Linked DNA regions of Mus musculus: region 2 is linked to region 1. Evidence: chromatin contacts called from public promoter capture Hi-C data. All regions are on one chromosome and are shown on one strand. Each heading gives the region's core, a stretch centred on a gene start, on an enhancer-like site or on the middle of the called end of the contact. The rest is flanking DNA. Distances are from core to core; before and after follow the strand shown.

Region 1 (2,700 bases), core at 91-2,590:
CTGGCCACGCCTGAAGGCCTGCTTCATTCCACAGAGTGATGTCTGTGGTCTAAATTTGCCTGGAGGTGGGGGAAACTTTGCCAGGGCACCAAGGACTTGTAGTAGACTTCCACTGTGGAGTAGAAGGAGCTACCCTTTGTCTGACCACAAGGTGGCTCTGCACCGTGGGCTGACTCACTGGCTGAATGACTCCAAAGAGTACCCATATCTAATCTCCCTGGACTATTTGTGTTCCTTTCCTTGTTCCTTCTGCTGGAGCGGGACTGACCTCTTAATAAAGTAATTACTGAATTATAGTGTCACAGCCCTCCATACTGGGCTTATGGCCTCTGGCTTTCTGCCCCTCCATGGTCAGCCCAGATGAAGGCTGCTAAGGGGGCTCTGCATAGGTGTCTAGTGGCCCTTGTCCCTGCCCGCATCCAGGGTCCACTAGTCATCAGAATGCTGGCTAGGGTTGCTCGTGTTCACTTCTTCCCCTGGGAGTCAGGCAACTGGGACAATCAGTATGGGCTGGAATCGTCTCAGCCCTAGACAACCTAGTGCTGCTGTCTCTTTGAGGTATTTCTGAGCCATTTGGGGACTCAGAGGGACAGATACCACTTGCCAGGAACAAAAGTGCCCAGCTGCAGGGGAAGAGCTAAGGTCATAATGCTGGCCCTGGAGCTGTGGGTGCTGTGTGTTCTTGGCCTTGGGTATAGGCAGCCAACCCAAGGAAGGGCAGGTGAGCCCTGTGAGGGCTGCAGGCAGGCAGAGTCCTGGGCCTTCTGTAAAGATCGCAAATTTTGAGCTCTAGAGGTTGTAGCAGGGTGCAGCATTCCTGAGGGAGATGTCCCTCCCCTCCTGTCCACGATGAGACATTCTGAGTGTCTGGTCCTGCTGTCCTCCCTCTTCCTCTGGGCTCCCAGCCCAGGCTGCTGGCTCCGCCCAAGAGAGCAATCCCAGCAGGGAGGGCAGTGGTTGTTGCCAGCTACCCCCACCCGGTGGTCAGCCACAGCTCTGCCTTGTGCATCTCCAGGTGAGGCTGCTCCTGGGGCAGACTTGGGGGTATTAACTGGATGTGGGTGTGAAGAGGGCAGGCAGGTACCCAGGCAGAAGTAGCCAGAGAGACTGGGAAGTCCTGGGCTGCCTCCAAAACTGCAGATGTTTCTCTAGAAGGGTGAGCCAGAACTGCCTGGACTTCAAGTGGAGGCTGGGGAGACCAGCAGGCCTGTCTAGATCCCTGCTGCTCCACCCCCAGGGACAATCATGGATTCAGACCCTAGGGGGAACAATGGAGCCCTTGAGGGCCCCTCCTCCATCCCCCATTGTGCTTGGTGGCGAGAGGTGGCCCTAGCCCCACAGTATGCCCTTAGAGAGGATCAGCATCCAGCCGGCAGGTGGAGGGGCTCAGCCGAAGGTTTGCATTTCCAGCCTGGAGAAGGTAGGGAGGGTACTGCTGGGGCTGCAGCCTGGCTGGGCCTTGACTGGTCTGTACTCCTTACTGCTAAGGTGGAGGTTCCCAGGTTCCTGCATCCCCTCTCAGGCTCTGTGGGGTGTGTCACAGCTGGTGCCAGATGCCACCCTGGAAGACTCACTGAGTCTCTGGCCAGATCTTGTCTTGCTGTATTAAGGGACCCTCAGGGTGTCCTTTAGCTTGGCTTCAGCTGGCTTTGTGGCTCTTTTGGGGTAACTAAACCCATGGTAGAGGGAGATGGGAACAAACCGGAGAGCCTAGGGTATTTTCAGTACCTCCCCCAGCAGCTGAGACCCTTCAGGCCATCTTAAGATGGGCCAGTCCACCCCAGCCAGTTGTAGTGTGTCCCAGGGATCAGTATGGGCACCAGGCCCAGTCTACTCAAACTGAAGAAACTTCATTATCCACTTGCCTGCTACCAAGCAGACCCTCTCAGCAGCTGGACCTACACAACCGCTGCTGTGTTAGTGTGGCGCGGTAGCCAGCACAGAAGTCTTTGGGATGCCACAGCAGTTCACTCTAAGTGCTTCCTTCCCACCTACCTTCTGTGTCTAGGGACTGCAGAGAGGGAGATATGAGGATGGGCAGCCAAAAGGGGAGATACAGGGTCCAAGGACGGGGAGGTTGGAGAAGATCCGTTTTGGAGGGCCTGCTGGCTGGAGTTGGCTCTGTATGGGACAGTGTGGACCCAGCTGGGAAGTGATTTCTAGAAATGGGGAGGGGAACCTGGCTCAGCTGTGGAGGGGCTGGCAGGACTGGAGAGACAAGGACCAGGGTGAGTATGGGCTTTCTACAAGGAATTGGGCACACGTGTGTACTCTGGGCAATGCCAAAGGAAGGCATGGAGAGTGGGAGGGGGTTGCCTACTCAGGCTAGTGCCTCCGTTTTTGGAATGCAGTTTAGCTGAAGTCTCAACCTGTAGGAGTTGTCTAGACTTAGGGTTGTGACTCTTACACCAGGTAGGTGCAGGCTAGCCCATCTGTTTTTCTGGTCCCCACAGTCTGAAGTTGAAGTTTTGCCTTCTTGAACTTCCAGGAATGTGACTTGGGTGCTGGTGAAGAAGGCCTCACAGGTCAAAGCGGGAGGTTGGTAGTTTCTGCTGGGTGCCATAACTCTGTGGTAGAGTCCTACATCTTCAACATGTTTAAATTTACAACAGAGGAGATAACAGTACAGAAAAGATCCCAGAGGACCTCATTTCCCATTCCATACTGGCATGAAACACATCACCATAATAAACTCTAGTG
Region 2 (2,700 bases), core at 176-2,675, 360 kb before region 1:
TGAGCTGGTTGGGGAACCAGAGGAGGACCTCAGCACTGAGCCAACTCACGAGGTTGGAACCAGCCACAACAGTCACCTGCGAGTGAGTGAAGACTGAGACCGGAGTTTTTACAGAATTAAGAAAACCACACTGCTCCCCTCCCTCTGACCCTCACCCTCCCGTACCCCTGCAGGAGAGAAGGAAAACCCATGGTCAGAGAAAAGAGGATTCTGTGTTTGGAGCCAGCCTGGGATACTTGAGACTCGAACTCAAAACCAGAGAACTGAAGATGTTGAATAGACATAGTTATCCATAGCAAATGGATATGCACAGATGAGACAAGCACAATGTAATAGACACACATGAATATTCAACATTAACCTTTTTTAAGAAGGAAATTCTGATGTACCTGAACACATTATGCTAAGTGAAGTAAGCCAGCCAAAAGAAACAAGCCCTCCATGAATCTACCTGCACGAGGAATCCATAGAGGTAAAGTTCACAGGGACAGAAAACAGCGGTGGTTGCTAGGAGATGGGGTTAGGTAATGGGGACTTATCATCTAGTGTGTTGGGAGCTTCAGTTGTGCAAGATGAGAAGTTGGTTGCACAACCATATGTTTTCTTGTTGCTAAGCCATATATGTAAAATTACTAAAATTCCACCTTTTATGTCACGTGTACCTTACTGTAAGAAACAAACAAACAAACAAACAAAACCAAAAACCCTTCTGTTTACTCACTCCACTCTGGCTGGTCCTTCTTAGCTTTTTCCCAGAGGTCTCGCCTGTTGATCGCAGCAAAGATCCACACAGCCATGGCCCAGGCCTTCTCCTCGCCATTGAAGTCAATCATGAGTGTGGCTAGATCCAAGTGATCTGCCTTCTCCATCTGGCCCCTGGGGACTGGGATACAGCCTTTCTCGGGCGGGTAATCTTCCAAATGCATTTTGAATTTCTTGAGGTCCACATCTTCAAGGTCCTCTAGATACTGAGCCAGCTTGCAACGGACACTCGTCATCTTCAGCAGCAGCCCTTTCGAGGGTCTCGGGGCTTAGGTCCACACTGGCAGTGCAGGAATGAAAACCCCATGGGAGTAAAGAAGAATGGTATTAAAAGTCTCCACTTCCAGAAAACGAAGTTATCAGAAACACAGGAAACTAGATGCTAATATTGAAACCTCTAAGGGTACCCCATAGATTGGTACAGGTTTTTAATGAATCACCATCTCTGACTTAGTAAGAACTGAGTAAGCCAAATGTTTACCAGAAAGTTCTCTTAGCTTGATCCAGACGTATGTCCTGAGCCATGGAAGAAAAGTTCCTCTGTAGAGATAAAAATAAGAAAGCCATTAACACAATCAGATGTGGTATACAGAGAACACGCATATACAAAGTCACCAGGACTCGTGTCTGACCAGAACCCATGGTGACGAGGCTAGGACCTGGGCACAGCCTTCACTGTTTCTCAACCTCAGCTTCCTCCTTCAGACACTGAGAAAGCAGAAGAGATTGCTTCCCGATTTCTTTTAATGGAAAGCCCTGGTTTCTTGCTTTTATTTTCAAAGGAAGGAGGAAGCCAGGAGAAAATAAGCTATAATAACCCCAGAGCACCAAGGTGAGGACTCACAGCCCAGACGGGCTGACAGCTAACCCTTCAGTGTTCCTCTATTTCCCACTGACAGACAGAACCCGATCAGGTGGAATTGTGTGCATATAAAGAGGAAGACTACATGCGTACATCGCTTTAACGGCTCTTTAACATCTCACATCTATAACGAGCATCGTGATTCACATTTAGTCAGAACTCTGGGCCTAGATGCTGCCCTGATTCTTTTTACTCTTCTCATCTAGTTTCTCCACTGAGGTGTGTAGGTTCCTTCTGCTGAGTGGTAGAGACACTAAGTGGCTTTCTCAGACTGAAGCCATAGATGGTAGAGGAAAGTGCCTGAAAGGTGGTGATGGCCTCCGAATTGATATTCATGTGACAGCAAGATGACATTGAAGGTGCCCCAAGCTCGATGTACCTGTCTCGTGTCCACTCTTGCATCTCCTCTCCCTGTCTCCTGCCGCACCTCACATCTTTCTGTCATCTCTAGTGTTCTTGCTGACTGCTGCCCCAGCTCCACAGATCCTCCTAGACTTTTGACCCCTCAGTTCCTAGTCTTTCCCAGGAGTTCTCAGCCCTCTGCCCCCTGCTGCTAAGACCTGCCACAACAGATTTGCTCTTTACATTAGCTGCCCCCTGGGCTTCCAGCACATTCCCCCCCTCACAGGCAGTCCACCCTCTGCCACCCTGAGTAGATGCTGTTTAAGTCCTAGGGAGCTATAATTGCTTCTTCTGTGAGCGCTCACGCGCACACACACCTCCCTAACATGCATGAACCACGTAACAGCAAACAGAACATCCCAGAAATACCTTAATGTTAGATGAGTCTAAAAGAAATTCCTTGTCTATTGACTAAGATAAATCATGCCATTAAAAATACCCTGGACCTTTTATCCACTCTGCTCCATGACATTGTACTCACCCAGATAGCAGCCTTGGGTACAAATAAAGGGGAAATGAGATAAATATATAGGGGTCACTGTGACACTGGAGACAGGAAGGATGTGGCTTCAAGACGTGAACAAGCTTGCATCACTGTCAAAGACGGATTGGCAGTTACTCATCTGGATGGATTTTCCAAACCCAAGCAATAGAGTTCTGAGTGTAAGCCTAAG

What was found. Capture Hi-C pulls out chosen DNA fragments and counts their contacts.
Region 2: a contact with region 1 is called in a promoter capture Hi-C map of adipose tissue. The contact joins the promoter of Nlrp3 here to the promoter of Gjc2 in region 1. A contact is called at or near these places in 2 of 39 promoter capture datasets (embryonic stem cells and neutrophils) and 1 of 9 other capture datasets (adipose tissue).

What each region holds. Positions count from the first base shown.
Region 1 is chr11:59,181,466-59,184,165 of GRCm38.p6, reverse strand. It overlaps Gjc2 (gap junction protein, gamma 2), which reads left to right and starts at 1,340. Exons shown (of 2, transcript NM_175452.4): 1 at 1,340-1,420. It overlaps Guk1 (guanylate kinase 1), which reads left to right. Exons shown (of 8, transcript NM_008193.3): 8 at 1-311. The coding sequence ends at 14.
Region 2 is chr11:59,541,411-59,544,110 of GRCm38.p6, reverse strand. Nlrp3 (NLR family, pyrin domain containing 3) reads right to left here and starts at 1,425. Exons shown (of 10, transcript NM_145827.4): 1 at 1,244-1,425; 2 at 722-1,042. The coding sequence starts at 998.